Regions from separate parts of the Bombyx mori genome. Here region 2 is linked to region 1. Evidence: chromatin contacts called from public Hi-C data. All regions are on one chromosome and are shown on one strand. Each heading gives the region's core, a stretch centred on a gene start, on an enhancer-like site or on the middle of the called end of the contact. The rest is flanking DNA. Distances are from core to core; before and after follow the strand shown.

Region 1 (5,597 bases), core at 1,955-4,454:
AAACCTTTAAAAAACTTTAGTTTTAAAAAAAGATTTTTCTTAGTCCTAATCACTCACCTGTGTCATTCAGTAAAAAGAGAGTTCAGTTTTGTATAGCATAATAATATTGTATAAAAGATTATTTAAAAAAAATATATATATATTTAAATGTTTATTTCTTATTTATAACACAGAAAAGGAAATGAAGTCTTTTATTGTTTATTCATTCTGAATTGTCCCATATCATTATATATACTAATCCTTCAGTGATCTAAATTCGACTATAATTCATTTAAATTATAAGTTTGAATATTATTATGGTTCTATTGTCAAACACTATTATTATTTCTTTTAATCACATATTTCACCAAGACTACACCACAGACAAATAATATTAAAGACAAACAATATTAATCTATGCTCAATTTGACCACAGACTTTAAATAACATAAATAAATAAATGACAATAAATAAAGAGTATATATGCGTGTGTGTGTGTCAAATACATGGTAGGTTGTGTAATGTTTTATTTATTTATTTATTTAATGTATGTTTGATGCGTAATAAACAAAAATATTATCATTCTGTACTCCTTCTCATTCTCTATATTCACTAAAAGCGTGGGAAATTATATGATATTGCGTCTACGCAATTTTCGTAAAAAGGTGTAAAAAGTTTTTGCTTCACTTAATCTAATATATAAAATTCTCGTGTCACAATGTTCGTTCCCATACTCCTCCGAAACCGCTTGACCGATTCTCATGAAATTTTTTATGCATATTCAGTAAGCCTGAGAATCGGCTACTATCTATTTTTCATACCCCTAAGTGATTAGGGTTGTCCACCCCTAACATTTTTTTTTATTTGGACATTTTTTTTTGTTATAATGAGGTATTATGTGGTTGAATGAGGTTTTGTTATTTTTATTATATATTCCCTCATCGTTCACAGCACTACATACCTCTTTCACTCATTTACCACATCCTTACACACTTACAATAAGTTAGTTTTTTTTTCTACACTAGAAATTTCCTAGAAATCTTATATATGGCAAAACAATGTTTGCCGGGTCAGCTAGTAATATATAGAGATATTTGATTTGAGACACGATTTTATTTCTCTGATGTCAATTATTCTTACAAACGGTTTAGTAGGTGTTGTCTGTAATAATTACTTGTTGAATATCGAAAGCCTTTGTCCGTCTTATCGAAAATGTGCTTCCAAGCTCACGTCGCTAGTAACTCTGTTATTTATTTGTATCACTGCTTTGCATCGCTTAAAAACGGCAATGCGTTTTCTTAATAAATAAATAATAAGTCAAAACAATTAGTAAAATATATATATATGTATTTACTAAGCCTTATTTAAAATTTTAACTCATTTTTTTTTATCATTATATTCTGTTCCGTGGTGTTTGAGACCTTATCCTTTATAAAAGTATACACCCTGTATCTATAGATATTGAACACCCTGTATAATATTTATAAAGGAACATTCATAAACTATGATGTCGGATACATCCTATAGGATCTGATGACTTGCACTATTTTATTTAGAAATATACCAATACGAATAATTTATTTTGATTTCATATTATTGGAACGAAGTTCCTTATCGCGCGTTGTGAAAAGGGGCTAGACGGAAAAAATTCTTACGAAAAGTTGTCACGACACTTTTTAGATCCGTCATTCTGACCAATCAACGTGTAGGCGCTTATCGCGTGACATTGCTCGTATCCGATTGGTCCGCGTAATGAGTACAGTTTCTCGAGATAGCGTTTCAACAATAGTAATTTAGTTCATAGTATTGTTTTTTTCTTCTTCATGATGCCGTAATTTATTATTATAACTTAAAAAAAATAATACAATTCCTTCATTAATTAATCGAAAGGAACTTCGTTCCATCCGGGTGTCCCTTGACACCTCTGAAGTTTTTATATAATAAAGAAAAGTAACATGTTTGATATTAAAGTTAATTGATGTTGTTTTAAGATTATCGAACTACAGATTCCAATTATTGCAAGCTGATTGCGTTTTGAGGTAATCTGTTTTAGTTAAAATGACGAATACCGCTTCTACTAAAGTTAGTGAAAATATATTATAATGCATAGCTATTTATCGATAACACCGCTATAAACAATGATCTTCCTTATAATAAAGATATAATAATCGTATTGTTTGAAATGTAAATCTTAAATTATTGTATACTTTTAATCAGATTATCATGTGAAAATATCGCGATACTTAATTATTATGTAAATATATTCTCTAAATAAAGAAACATTTGAAGGACTGTCTGTTTTCTTTTTTATGATTATTATTAACGGCCGTCTGGTGTAGTGGTAAGTGACATAGTCACTACACAAGGGGGTCGCGGGTTCGAATCCCGCCAAGGGAAGATATTTGTATGATAAATATAAATGTCTTTTCCAGGGTTATGGATGTATATTAAATATATGTATGTGTATAATAAAAATCTTACATTTATTTCCGTTATCTGGTTCCTGTAACACAAGTTCTTTACGAACTTATCACGGGACCAGTTAACGTGGCGTGATTGTTAGTAAATATTTATTTATTTATTTATAATTATAAAAGTTTTTTTTTTTTTTAATACACCCAATATAACATTAAAATTGGGCGGGGTCAATGGTTGACAACCTTGTCAACGAAAAGAGTCAAACATACTTAAAAACATCATTGAAATTTATTCAGAGCAATTTTTTCTAAAATATATTTTTATAGCCTTGTTTAAAATAAAAAAGTGTGTGTATGTGTGTGCAAGTCACACACGGTAGAGGTGAAACTTATAAATAAGATATACATATACTCACTATCCCAGTACACAGGAGCATACATATGGACAATGTTTAGTAGACGATAGTGGGGATGCTACGAAGAGTCGCACAAAGAGGAGACCGAGAACGTTTAATGTGTTCTATCTCATTCTCTCGCCGGCTGAATCCTATACACTTATGTGTTTGTGTCTCTATGGACTTATTTTTTCGTTTCATCGAGTTTGAAATCACGATTCTAAAGAAGTTTCACTTCAATAAGTTAACTCTTCTATCACAAAGCTAGATAATAAGCAATATTCCGTGCCTGAACTGAACACTTTGCGGAAGAGTCGCAGCCGAGGAGTCAAAGATCCTCGTGGAGCGCTTGGGCCATGGGTTGCCCATCACTGATCTAGGAGACAACCGTTTACCTTTCATGTAGGGTAGCGGATTTATGAATGAACAATATTCTTATCAGCTGTTTTTGCTTTAGAAACAATAGTTTAACACTAGATTGTCCAGTTGTATTCAGTCAAGGTCTCAAAGGAAATTAATTCTCTATTTATATAAAGAACTAGCTGTACCCATCCGCTTCGCTGGGCATTTAAAATTATCATTATTATTTCTCACCCGCAACTGATGTAGGGAGTCTAAGACTCATGTAAACATTAGCCTATCCATTAAGTACATGTATTTTCTACATGGATACCAAGTTCCAAGTCAATCGGATGCACGGTTCAGTAGTTGTAACGGAACATCCGTAAAAACCACTGTAGATTTATATATTAGTATAGATTTACTACCCTGATCTTTTCATTTACATGCAAACATCTCAAACACACTTTGGTGTATTAAATAAAACACAATCATACAAATACTATTTATTCAGCGAGTCACAATAGGAATATAAACGCAACACTATATTAATATTTAAGTCTTTGCGAACACGCCACCCCTCGGCCGCTTCCCATAACAACACCAAAAACAAAATATTTCAGAAATCGTCCGAAATCCGTGAAAAATATGGCCTGAACTTAGAAATATGTACATGAAGTATCGAACAATATTCGAAGATATAAAACTGTCATTTAGATAATGTGAAATGAATCTGAAATGAATCAGAGTTACAAGATCATAATAATATGATTAATGAAATATTCCGTTTTTTCGTGTTGCCTTCCTTCAGACTTCCAAATTCGTAACAGTTACATATATATATATATATATACTTATATTTTCAAATATTGAGAAAAAAAATCGAACATCGGCTGCACGCACGAAAAAGTGTCACGTTCCGCCTGAGTCTGAGCGTGCAAGCGAGAGGCACGATCAGCCCAAGCGTCGGCTTGTGACACATTTATCTCTGTTCTCGCGTGACGTCAGAGCTAGTAGATTGAATAGTTCTGCTGATGACGTCACGTAAAACTATCGTCCGTAAGCCGTCTTCAAAGATAACTATATTTTTTTTATAAACAAATACAATCCCTCTATTTACTTATCGAAATTACTCAATCACACAATACCCACAAAAGCATTAAATCGTGAAGAAATTATATAAAAAATTATTGTAAGTAAATGCAAGATTATAACGAATACAACTATTGCTATAATTTAATTTCTATATAGTCCGCATGTCTCAGTGTTACAACACCTAAAGTTCACTCAGCGAATAAACTAAAACATGGCGATACAATAGTAACAGGAATGCAATTTGTGAACACATCAGATAACGCGATCTAGTGAATTATTATATAGGTTTTGATTTGGTTAAACAGAGAAAATCATTTATTCTTTAAGTAGTCAACAGCATTAATCTTTAGAGAGTATTAGTAAGAATAGATGAGAAGATACAAATTTTGATTTCTTGTATTAATATTAAAGTCTTACTGTATAAACCGAACTGTGATTTAAAATTTCATCATAATAAACATAATAATATACAATTACTATTTATTACAAATGAGTAGACTATTATCAAAGTCGGCAATGTGACTTTTGGACAATTATTGGTAAATCAGAAAAACGAATTATTGACTTTGTATTCCATTGGCAGTCACAAAACTCTTCTGAACGACATCTTAGATAAATAACAGGTTAAGTATTAACCTTTATTTAATGCAGGTTTTGAACCGTATTCTTTGAAGGAGACGATTATATTCAAATCAATCTGTATTGACATATCAATAACATTTTTTTGTCCAAATACACAGATTGCCACCTTTGATAATAGACGACTCAAATAAAACAAAGGATACAAGAAAATTTTATATTTTTTTAATAATTAAAAATCTCAATTTTAAAACAATATCATTTACATACAAGTCTAATATAACACACAACACACGGTGCGCGAGACAAAATTAAATGCAGTGTTAAGGCAAAACAAACATGCCAACGGCAATGTCATAGTCGGTTGACCCCTTTTATTGTGTATAAAATGAACAAACACAAGTTTGTTTTTAAAGAATGTTTAATTAATCACAACTCATTTATTTCCAATTAAAAAATTTAGCTCTTCCCCAAAACACAACAGACGCGTATGTCAAATTAAATTCTCATTAAATATTATTTTTTTAACGATAACCAACCTACAATTATTTTTTTAATTTCATTATATTCCGTGAGATGCTAAAAAATTACAATTGTCGATTTAAAATCTATTAAATGAGTAATTCATCCTCAATACAAAAGGCTATTTCGAACGAGATTAATGAATAATACTAAAGCAATTGTAATTTTTGTATTTTGGTGTTTTTTTTTCAAACAGAAAACTCATTTTTCTTGCCGCATCATGTATACATAATTTAGTCTAACAAATTTGTCATATCTTTTAGAGTTCTTT
Region 2 (5,597 bases), core at 1,351-3,850, 42 kb before region 1:
ACTCCACCGCCAACTGTCGTAGCGCACTCCACCGCCTACTGTCGTAGCGCACTCCACCGCCTACTGTCGTAGCGCACTCCACCGCCAACTGTCGTAGCGCACTCCACCGCCAACTGTCGTAGCGCACTCCATCGCCAACTGTCGTAGCGCACTCCACCGCCAACTGTCGTAGCGCACTCCACCGCCAACTGTCGTAGCGCACTCCACCGCCAACTGTCGTAGCGCACTCCACCGCCAACTGTCGTAGCGCACTCCACCGCCTACTGTCGTAGTGCACTCCACCGCCTACTGACTTAGCGCACTCCACCATCAACTTTCGTAGCGCACTCCACCGTCAACTTTCGTAGCGCACTCTACCTTCGACTGTCGTAGCGCAACCGGCTCTAACTAGGCGAAGGGGTCAGACATTTTTCATTGCCCTAAACCAGCCTTTCCCAAAGTGCAGGCATAAAGGGGAGCGGTTAGAGACCCAAATAGGGGTGTTGTGTAGAGGCTTGGAAGGCGATTTGTAATTTAATCTAGGAGGACTCTTAGACACCGACCGAGCTCTCGCTATAGTGATTTTTTAATAGGTGAAAAAACGAGGGCGCTAAAATATAATTTATTCTCAAAGTGGGCAATAGACAAAATAAGTTTGGGAACCCCTGCCCTAAACTTATGAGATCCCCCGGCGCTTTTAGGTTCTTCAAGCACGGGTCGCCCTCGTCGAACTTTCGAACTAGTCTACAGACACAGCCCACTGAGTTTCTCGCCGGATCTTCTCAGTGGGTCGCGTTTCCGATCCGCGGTAGATCCTGCGAAGCACTGCTCTTGCTAGGGCCAGTGTTAGCAATGTCGTCAGGTTGAGCCCGTAAGCTTATCTAGCGGTCAGGGTGTAACTGGAATAGCCTAGAATACATATCAGCAAATAGTTAGGAAGAAAAGATTACCTTAAATATAATGAATATAAATATTTTAGCGTACACATTCAAATACTTCGTCGTTTCCTCATTACTGAGGGTCGTGACCCCCTTGGTCCAGTTTTTGCACCAGCTTCCTCCAATGCTGCCTGCATTCGGCCTGCTTAATGGCGCCCGGGACGCTGGTGTTTGTGGCCTCCTTGACAATGTCCGTCCACCTGGTTGGCGATCTTCCTCGACTTTTCCCCCCTTCCATATGACCTACAACTATTAGATTTTCCAAGTTGTTAGGATTTTTCATATAAGCCAAAGATAAATGTATAACATGATGCAATACAGTATGATTTGAGTCGAGGGTAAAAATCGAGTTTGTTACAAATCTCCAGCTGCAGACCTCGAAGGAGAAGTTGGAGAATCGTCGTATGGAGCAGCTGAGCGACTCCGAGGACAGGCAGATGCTGATCAACGAGAACAGGAAGCTGGCCAAGGACCTGGACGCAGTAAGTCGCGACCCGCTGGCCCTTGTACTTTGCAGAGAATATTCCTTCAGATCTTCAGATATGTAGTGGCTTTTTTTAAGATCCGAAGGTAGAGTTTGTTAAAATGAACGTCGGTTGGTGTTCCGACACGCGTTAGCTTTGTCTGAAGTTTGTTACAAGGCGAACTCATATCTTCCTCCTCCATGCGACGATAATCCTCAATGCTGAGGATCGTGGCCCCTTCAAACAACTTTCTCCTGGATTATGCTGCGCCTCTCCTGCCTATCCTCGGCCTTGTGGATAGCAACGTGGAACGTGTCTGGTCCGATTTTTTTTATTGCTTATATGGATGGACGAGCTCACAGCCCACCTGGTGTTAAGTGGTTACCGAAGCCCATAGACGTCTACAATGTAAATGCGCCACCCACCTTCAGATATAAGTTCTAAGGTCTCAGTATAGTTACAACGGCTGCCCCACCCTTCAAACCGGAACGCATTACTGCTTCACGGCAGAAATAAGCAGGGTGGTGGTACCTACCCGCGCGGACTCACAAGAGGTCCTACCACCAATAACTCATACTCACTATCTATTAATAGGTGAAGCAAAAACGTTGTATCCCTTTTTACGAAAATTGCGCGGACGGAAGAGTATAAAATTTCCCACACTTATAGAGAAATATAAAGAAGGAGTGCAGAATGTTAATATTTTTTTAAATTACGCCTAAAAATACATTAAATCAATAAAAAAAACATTACACACACTACCATGTATTTGACACAACACACACATATATACTCTTTGTTTATTGTCCATTGTCAAACTTTTGTTATGGGTTAAAGTCTGTGGTCAAATTGAGAATACATTAAATATTATTGTCTTTATTATTAATATTTTTCTATAGTGTATAGTATTGGCTAAATTTGTGATTATAGAAGTATAATAGTCTTTGAAAATAGGATCGTAATAGTGTACAAACTTTTAATTTCAATTAATTATAGTCGAATTTCGATTACCGGGCGACTATTAGTAAATAATATAAATTCCTAGTTCAGATCTCTTAACTCCATTTCAGATGGCGGAGAACGGTCGGCGCTGGCAGGCGGAGCGTCGCCAGATGGAGCTGGAGCTGGACGAGCTGCGGGCCAAGAGGGACACCATGCAGCACTGGGAGACACAGGTACCCTCACTGCTCACGGGGGCTAATTGAGGTCCGATATTCAATTGTGTTGTGTAGCCGATGTTCCATTCAAGTCGGGCCGCAAGACTGCTTCGAGACAAATGTACGATTCTGTCTGGGAGCATTCGTGACACCCCTTGTTGGTCCAACTATGTAATTAGAATCTCCGCTGTTCGAAATTGAACCATATTCACAACGCTCAAGGCTTAAATTCGTTTCACGTCTTAAAAATTCGTCTTTTTTTTTTATCGATAAACTGTTTTCAATTTTTTTTCTTATCGACAATCCTAAGGCTGTTCTACCAGCTATAAAAACATGTGTTGATGTCGTTTCATGTGTCCCGGTCTTGTGTCCCCCAGATAGCGGACATCATCCGGTGGGTGGCCGACGAGAAGGAGGCCCGGGGGTACCTCCAGGCGCTCGCCACTAAAATGACCGAAGAACTAGACTTCCTCAAGCACGGTGAGTTAAAAGAAATGATTTTATTTTTCTCTACCTATGCTGACAGCCCTGAGAGGCCATTTCAGCTTCGCCCTAACGTGTAGGTGAGCTCGCGAGGCTCAAACCGGAGTGTTGCTAACACTGGCCCTGGCAAGAGCCGTGCTTCGCAGAATCTACCACCGGATCGGAAACGCGACCCACCGAGAAGACCCGGCGAGAAACTCAGTGGGCTGTGTCTGTGTTGGTTAATTCGCTCGTCGAGTCCTTGGTCGTAAGCGCTGGGTTCGACGAGTGACCGGATCATTTCTAAGTTAGAGACTTCGTTTTAAGTTAAGACGAAAGATCTACAAGGAAGATTTCAATACGTCATTGGAATGTTTTGAACTGTGATGCTGTAATGTAACCCAATCGTTCAAGTCACGCGAATTTCGATCAGCGTTGAAACAGTTGTTGCGTTTAGATAACCTAACGAGATTTGTTACCGCAGCGAGTGTATCCCGTTCGTCGCCCGGCCCCCCGTCCCCCGCCGTGGGGGGGCCCGTGGGGGTGCCGGGGGGGGGCCCCGTGGGATCCCAAGCAGGGGGCGGCTGGAGGAACCGCCGCTCGCAGAAACTCGACAAGATGGAGATACTCACGCTGCAGTCCTCATTGCACTCTGAGATACAAGCCAAGCAGGTCGTCAGTGAAGAGCTCAGTCGAACCCGGGCGGAGTTACTAGCCAGCCAGAGGTAAACCTGTAAACCTATTCTAGATCAAGATGAGGCGGGACTTTTTTTATTTATTGCTTAGATGGCTGGACGAGCTCACAGCTCATCTGGTATTAAGTGGTAACTGGAGCCCATTCTTCGTCTCAGTCATATGCACTCTTGGCAGAGTGGTCGTGGTCATCACTTCGGGTGGTGGTGCGCTTCACCAGACGGCCGGACGGGACAACGGCTGTCCCACTCTTCAAACGGAAACGCATTACTGCTTCACGGCACAAATAGGCAGGATGGTGGTACCCACCCGTGCGGACTCACAAGATGTCCTACGCAATTATAATTTTGTGGGTTTGATTTTTTTTACACGATGTTATTCCGTCACCGTGGAAGTCAATCGTGAATATTTGTTGAGTACGTATTTCATTAGAAAAATTGGTACCCGCCTGCGGGATTCGAACACTGGTGCATCGCTTCAACACGAATGCACCGGACGTCTTATCCTTTAGGCCACGACGACTAAAACCTATCTTAGATCTAGATGAGGCGGGATTCGCGATTTCACCAGCTATAGAACAGACGTTAACAATAAGTTTGTCACAACAGGGAGTTACTGGAGACCCGTCAGCGCCTAGACTCGCTGGCGCACGATTTGAAGCGTAAGGAGCAGCACACGCGGGACCTCCAGGCCAGACTCGACGCCCCGCACGCCGCTGGCAACTCCTGTGAGTACTCGCACGTGTCCCCCCTACGCCCCCCGTCGAGCCCCCCGCTGGGCCCCCTCGGCCGCTGCGGTCAACCGACGCTGACTCCAGCCCCGTGTCTCATCTTGGCTCATTAGCTTATATTATAAAGTTTTTCTTTTTTATTAAAATTCGAGGTTACCAATATGGCATAGCAAGTAAGTCTTCATAATAGCTTATACCTCACAGACGGGATCTCATGTTTGCACCACCAAAAGTTTTTATTATATTATAAAAATACACCGTTTGCTTATTTGACACGTATCTGTAAGTGGATAATGTATATTTAGTGCACCATTTCTTTTTGTTTTCCTTACATGTTACCGCACAATCCCATCCAAACACGCGTTACCGTTGCGTTATATCGTCACGTTAACGACGACAAAACAAAAAAAAAACAAAACAAACAAACAAAAATCACGTCAAAATGGATTCTTGGGCTCCCGACACAAAGTCCAACGTCGTCCGCGTCGAAAAAAACGAAAATAACGACGTTCGAAATGCGAAAACTGAAATGTGTAATGGCGTTTGTTTATGGACTCTAAAAAAAAAAACAATTCAAAATAAAATTTTATCTGTGGTTCTAAACTTATTTGTATATTGGCTATGTTGATAAAAAATATATGTTTACGGATTAAAAAATCTGTATATCTATGATATGGAATTGGCTTAAAAAAATATATGAATTACTGTGATTGTGAAATTCGCGGCGGCGGCCATTTTGAGAAACGATCCGACCGCCGCCCGCGCTTCTTTTGTAAACGTGAATGTATTATCTGTGGCATTTATTTTTGAAAAACGTTCTATTTTGTTCGATTGACGTTCCTGCATTGTGTCTTTTTTTTTTCGTTTCCCATTCAGTTCGGACTTGGCTGAGGCCGTACATACCATTGTTTTTGGGAGTGACGTCATGTATATGGGGCGTGGCCATTTTGGTTTACCATCAGATATACGATTGATACGACCGATATTATTAACGATATGATAATAATCTAGTATTTTTTTTTTCTTAAATCAATTTAAAATCTCAATTGTACTGTTGTATATAAAAATTGGTTGTTATCCCTTGTATTAGGGAATATGTATTATGACGATATTCTTTTTTTTTTTTGTGTGTGTCGTTCGATATTTTATTCTTTATGTCAAATCTTTACCTTTT

The links. Hi-C and Micro-C count contacts between places; a contact is called where the count stands out from the background.
Region 2: a contact with region 1 is called in a Hi-C map of middle silk gland, with 2.3 times the contacts expected there. The contact joins two enhancer-like sites. A contact is called at or near these places in 4 of 7 Hi-C or Micro-C datasets (middle silk gland, midgut and whole pupa).

What each region holds. Positions count from the first base shown.
Region 1 is chr24:2,913,083-2,918,679 of ASM3026992v2, reverse strand. LOC101746374 (thioredoxin-related transmembrane protein 1) reads right to left here. Exons shown (of 7, transcript XM_012688337.3): 7 at 3,625-5,597. It overlaps LOC101746513 (serine/threonine-protein kinase Genghis Khan), which reads left to right. Exons shown (of 47, transcript XM_062675644.1): 47 at 1-2,271. Among protein-coding and RNA genes, the nearest start is that of LOC101746374, 13 kb to the right of the region's middle. Within about 2 kb of position 3,204, at least 1 of the 8 cell types and tissues checked has open chromatin away from gene starts, as enhancers often do.
Region 2 is chr24:2,954,659-2,960,255 of ASM3026992v2, reverse strand. LOC101746513 (serine/threonine-protein kinase Genghis Khan) reads left to right here. Exons shown (of 47, transcript XM_062675644.1): 22 at 1,286-1,399; 23 at 2,452-2,556; 24 at 2,916-3,018; 25 at 3,485-3,725; 26 at 4,302-4,420. Among protein-coding and RNA genes, the nearest start is that of LOC119630516, 8.6 kb to the left of the region's middle. Within about 2 kb of position 2,600, at least 1 of the 8 cell types and tissues checked has open chromatin away from gene starts, as enhancers often do.